2 separate regions of the Sus scrofa genome follow, and region 1 is linked to region 2. The links are chromatin contacts, called in public Hi-C maps. All regions are on one chromosome and are shown on one strand. The core of a region is the stretch at or near the end of the contact, and the rest is flanking DNA. Distances in the headings are between cores, read along the strand shown.

The links. A called contact is a pair of places that touch in the nucleus more often than the background predicts.
Region 1: a Hi-C map of heart right ventricle shows a contact between it and region 2, with 4 times the contacts expected there. The contact joins the promoter of PSMD14 here to the promoter of TANK in region 2. A contact is called at or near these places in 1 of 47 Hi-C or Micro-C datasets (heart right ventricle) and 1 of 2 datasets of contacts at active chromatin or transcription factors (alveolar macrophages).

What each region holds. Positions count from the first base shown.
Region 1 is chr15:68,105,852-68,108,791 of Sscrofa11.1, reverse strand. PSMD14 (26S proteasome non-ATPase regulatory subunit 14) reads right to left here and starts at 1,413. Exons shown (of 12, transcript XM_003359536.5): 1 at 1,210-1,413. It overlaps LOC110257003 (a long non-coding RNA gene), which reads left to right and starts at 1,557. Exons shown (of 2, transcript XR_002339113.1): 1 at 1,557-1,702.
Region 2 is chr15:67,969,588-67,972,490 of Sscrofa11.1, reverse strand. It overlaps TANK (TRAF family member-associated NF-kappa-B activator), which reads right to left and starts at 1,519. Exons shown (of 9, transcript XM_021075290.1): 1 at 1,371-1,519.

The DNA.
Region 1 (2,940 bases), core at 164-2,663, 140 kb before region 2:
GAAAGACCATGACTTCAAAACTTTGCTCTGTTGGCTAGATGTAATTTTGTTCCGGGACAAATTTAAGACAATATTCAGGCTTTTCGCTAAATACTACTTCACTAAATGCATCTTGTAGTTAATTCTGAGGCACTACATTTCTTAATCTGGTCAAATGCTCAATTTATATGTTTAAAACATACATAATTTAAACTTTAAATGAGCCAAGTGCTAGCTTTATATGACAAGAGGGCCACTTTATGTTAATCATCCCCACTAAAACTGTATTCAGTTCTTTTTTATTTCAACATTATCAGTGACTTGTCTTATTGTTTACTCATAAATATTAAGTCAGCAGCACTAAAAACATACTTATATGAGCAATGAAGAAAGTAATTTTCACTCTAGTAACTGCATTTCTATGCTAATTTTCAAAGCCTCTCAGCATTTCCCATTAAATCTTTTTACCAACTTCTGGTTACTATTTTTTTTAAAATTTCTGTAATTTTCTCTTCAGTCACTAGATTTATATTCAAATTCTTTCGATAAGTCTACATTTTTCTTCTTTTGACTAACAAAGTAACGTCAACAGGAAAATTAAGTTCCAAGAGGTAACAGAAGCAGATTTCTACTTTATTGAAAGCTGGAAATGTAATCAATACATTACAATCAACAACTACTCAACTGGACAAATTGAAAGTAAGTTAAAAGGCATAGCAGGAATAACCACACTTTAAAGAGTTTCAAGGTTAAAAACCAGTGCACCTCTGGGGTTATTTTTGAAGGGAGTTGAGAACCTCACACCAAGAGAAAAGGGGTCATGGCCTATGCTCAGGACAAGTGATAAAGTACACATGCATTCAACGGGAAAGTTAATTTTATCCTCTCACTCTTATTTTCTGTCTGGCGGGAAGTTTTTCAACACAGGGGTAACTTTCAATAGAGCACATACAAATAGAGGCAAAAACCAAGGGTTCTACCCTGTATAAGGAGAGGGTCCAAAATGTGGTGAATTCAGCGGAGCAGAAATGCCTGGAGGAAGGAGATCTAAATCAAGACCAACAGCCGGCAGTAGCCGGCGAGGAGGACGAAGGAACCTGGACCCACCCTCACTTCCTGGGCCCCCAGTGGCAACTCGGCTGGGCAACGTGACTCAGGAAAGCACCCGGCTGGCAGCGGCCTAACGCGGATGCCTCCGCGGACCTCCTGGGGCGGCCTTTCCCGTCTCACCTTTGGCGGGCTGGCGAAGAGGCCGCAGTCTGGACCCTTGTGACGCGGCGGTGGCGGTGACAGCGGCGGCGGCGGCCGTGACGGCGGCGGCAGCAGCAGCTCGGGCTCAGCCGGGTTCTGGCTCCGCGAACCGGCGATGAATCAGCCCGATTCCATTCAAAAGAGTCGCCCGGGCCTCCGCCGCGAAGCACTTCCGGGTTCACTGCTCTGCTCCGGCTTCCGTTCCCCCGACGACCAATTGGAGACGACTCTGGAGATGGGCGAGCGTCCCAGGAGGAGCTGCCCGGACTGACAACGCCTGCCGCCCGCTTCCCCGGTCCCAGCTGGGAGGGCGGAGCGGAAGTTAGCGCCGAGACCGCTCCTGCACCTCCGACATCCTCCCTTTTCTGCTCCCGCCTCTCCCTTCCCACTTCTGCGCGTTCTGCGAACTCCGAGATCCGGGACGCAGGCCTACACAGCCTGGGAGGTGACTGGTTAGGAAATGGAACTGCAGGTATGCGAAGACCAGTACCCTTTACGTTTTGGTGTCCACCCGCGGCCCTTCTTAAAAACGAAAAGGTTCCCTTGAACTAAACTTAACTTGGTCACCTGAGAAGCAAAATTGAAAAGGGAGGGGTGTGAAGAGTGGGAAACAGTGGAATACTTTTTTCCATACGACATAATACCCACCTTCTTGTCTTTACCGCTTTGCAGAGATTGAATTTCAAGGAAAACCAAAATTTCCTAAATAGTAAAACCATCTATTTTAAGCTCAATGCAATTTACAAGTTTAAGAAATCATTTCCTCACGTTTCTCCGGGTAACTACCATCAACAGTAACGTTTTGCCCATTATGTGCTCTGTGCTAGGTTTTCAGAGAGCAAAACTGCCCAAGAAATAACTATTGACAGGTTTATATTTCACTTCCCTACAGGCTCTCTTTAGGGCAGCACATTTACCAAGTCCCTCTCACTTTGTCAGATATATTACAGATAACTAACATCTTCGAGGCATTCCTATATCAAGAATTTACTGGATGGAGGGAAAAGAAGATTATACCATATGAAACCAAAGCGGTTTGTGTGGCATATTAACACCCAATTTCCCCCTCAAAGAATTCCACCTAAAAATGTATATACATTGTTTTAATCATAGGTAATACTAATTATATATGGATCCATGTCTTTATCTTTTCCCTCAAACCCGTGCCTTTTTTTTTTTTTTTTTTTTTTTTTTTTTTTGCAGATGTCCTTCATGTAGTTTCCCTAATCAGACCCAAGAGTAGACACCTCTTATTCACCTATTCCCACTGGCTTCCCAATTAAAAACTCTGGAAATGACGAAGGGTCTAATCTATAAAATAGTTTTTCAATCCACCACTCCCCTTTCTCCATTCTCTCTACTCCAACTCTCTACTCCTTAACTCAAACCTGCATTATTCTTTTCCTAGAATACTGCAGTAATCTCCTTGATCTCCCTGCCTCCATTCTGTCTTAATCCACTCTCCACTGGCAAATGTCCTTTCTACTATACAAATAAAATCATGCCCCTTCTGGAGTTCCTCTTGTGGTGCAGTGGTTAACGAATCCGACCAGGAACCATGTGGTTGCGGGTTCGATCCCTGCCCTTGCTCAGTGGGTTAAAGATCCAGCGTTGCCATGAGCTGTGGTGTAGGTTGCAGATGAGGCTTGGATCCCACGTTGCTGTGGCTCTGGCGTAGGCCGGTGGCTACAGCTCCGATTCCACCCCTAG
Region 2 (2,903 bases), core at 270-2,769:
AATAATTTTGAAGAACAAGGACAAATATATAAACAGGCCAAAGGTTAACTACAGTTATGGTAAAGGCATATGGTCTAGGCAAAGCAATACCATGCTGACATTAAGATCAAGTAGAGCTACATATGGTAAGATTTCCACCACACATTTTTTATCTGAAAACCATATAATAGAACTGTATGCATATAAAATCTCATTTTCATAAGAAGGCAAAACAGTATGTTTACCTACACATAAGAGAGATGTGAAAGGTTGGAGCACCTATGGTTGGGGAGAGGGTTACAAAGGAGTTTCATTTTCTGCTTTATACAAGTCTCTACCATTTTAGGGTTTTCCTCCCCTCCCCAATGAAAGGGACAAGATAATTTTCCAGCAGAATACATAGCTTTGCTTCTCTCTTACGTTTCGACTGAAATGTGCATTCCAACCTTGGTAGGGAGGGAGATCACTATTTTTCCTTACTTTCATGTCACTTCACTTCCTTCACCACCACTTCCCTCTTAAGATATAACTTGTCAAAGGAATCTGAGATAAACGACACTTCGATAGCAAGACTGCTCTACTTTTGCTTGTTATAGCATGTTAAGAGCCACAAAGACTCTGGTTTGGGTATCTTCCCCCTTCTTTCTTCACTTTGTGACGAGCACGGCTTGTTATACCGGTAACTCTTCGCTAGTCAGTTTACACCGCGCTGGGGATTCCGTCTAACTCCCAGTTCCGTGGGGGCAGGGTGTGCTACAGCTCTCTCCGCCTCAGCCACCCACCCATTCTCTCCGTGACCCTCGGGGAAGTTTCCTAACTTCTCATTGACAAGGCTCTGATGACACTCTGCAGGAAAGCTGAGAGCGGAACTGTGCAATAATCCTGGGAAAAACAACAGAAAGAACCTAGGAAGTTTTCGAAAGAGTAACAACGGCAGTACTAGCTTGAGGAAGACAGCCCCTGTGAGGACCGGAGGCTGGGACATTTCGCGCGGGGTCCACCACTCCCCCTGACATCGCAGGCCCTGCTTCCCCAGTTGGCCCGCCAAGAATTCAAGTCCCCGAGATTAGCACGGCGCGGAATCCCGGTGGATCCCTCCCCTTGAGCCGACGCAGAGGGGGCAGTTGTTTGCTGAGCTGACGTTGCGGGCCCGGAAAGCCCCTTCCGGGTCCTCTCTGGGACGCTGACCTAGGTCATTTCACTAACAGTAAGTCCCTCCCCACTCTAAGAACCGGTTGTCTCTGCAGCTCCTCGGCTTCTCTCCCTGCGGCGCCCATATGGACAGCGCATGCCTCTCGCTCACACACACACACACACACACACACAAGTGCGCCGCCGCCGTGCCCGACGGATTCGGACACACCAGCTCGCTCACAAAGTTTCTTACTCACAGTTCAAGGCGTCCGCACCGGCCTCGCACGCCACAGGGCTCCGGCACCCGGCCGGGGGAATCCAACCGGAAATTGTTTTCCGTTCCAGTTCAGAGGGCAGCGCCTGCGCGCGGAGCCATTAACCCTTCACCTTCCACCTCGCCAGACCTGGCCCCTCCCGCCCGCCCTGCCCATTCAAGCCCCGCCCAGCGCAACTCCGCCCTGCCTCTCGGGGAAAACCACAGCCACAGAAAAGGCTTCCATTGTCAAGTTTAAAGGTGACCTGGGGGTCTTGGCAAAATTTCTGCCAAACATTAAATAACAGTGTCTAATACCACACAGTATGTAAACTGAGATTTACCTGAGAGGCCTGCTGAACATGTAGATTCACCCCTAGAGATTCCCAGAGTTCAGAGCAACTGGGGTGAAGCCCAGGAACCCCCATTTTCAACAGATCCTCATGTGAATGTGATTGAGGCGATTGAGGTTCACACTTTGAGAAAAACCACACACACACACACCCCCATTCGATTTTTCACAAACCAGTAACACTTCATTAAATGTACTTGCTGAAGTTGAAAGGTGCTCCATGAATTGCAACTAAATCTTTATGAGAAAATTTCCCATGACTTACAACTCGCCCATTATTCCGTTTCCTAACTGTGCTTGAATATTCTCCAAAATAGAAATTTTACACAGATAGCTTCAGAAAAGTTTTAGTTCTGATAACTACTCCTTCGGGCAAGTTGTTTAACCTAATGAACTTTGATTTTTAAAAATCTGACAAATGAGGACCATGAAAACTTCTTCACTGGATGGACAGTTGCAGAATCAATCGAAAATTTAAACAAAAGTCGTGGTAAACTTTAGAATGCTCTGCAAGTGAAAAGTGTTGTCTGGAATCACTCCTGTCAATCTGGCCTCTTCCCACCACCAAGATCATCTCTAGGACCCCTTTCAGGAAAAGAGCAGTCAAATCCATAGTATATGTGGAAGCTTCCCGAGAGCACTGAAGGCTGAGACTCTCCAAGTTGACTGGAACATGATTGCTTCTGGCTGAATGCATGTAGCACTTTTAGAAGCTTCCATGGTGATGAACTACTATTTGTTTAATTCTACACTATTAAAAAATTCTAGAATAGAGAATCCGGAAATAAACCCTGACACTTATGGTCAATTAATCTTTGACAAGGGAGGCAAGAACATCAAATGGAAAAAAGAAAGTCTATTCAGCAAGCATTGCTGGGAAACCTGGACAGCTGCATGCAAAGTAATGAAACTAGAACACACCCTCACACCATGCACAAAAATAAACTCAAAATGGCTGAAAGACTTAAATATACGACAGGACACCATCAAACTCCTAGAAGAAAACATAGGCAAAACACTCTCTGACATCAACATCATGAATATTTTCTCAGGTCAGTCTCCCAAAGCAATAGAAATTAGAGCAAAAATAAACCCATGGGACCTCATCAAACTGAAAAGCTTTTGCACAGCAAAGGAAACCCAAAAGAAAACAAAAAGACAACTTACAGAATGGGAGAAAATAGT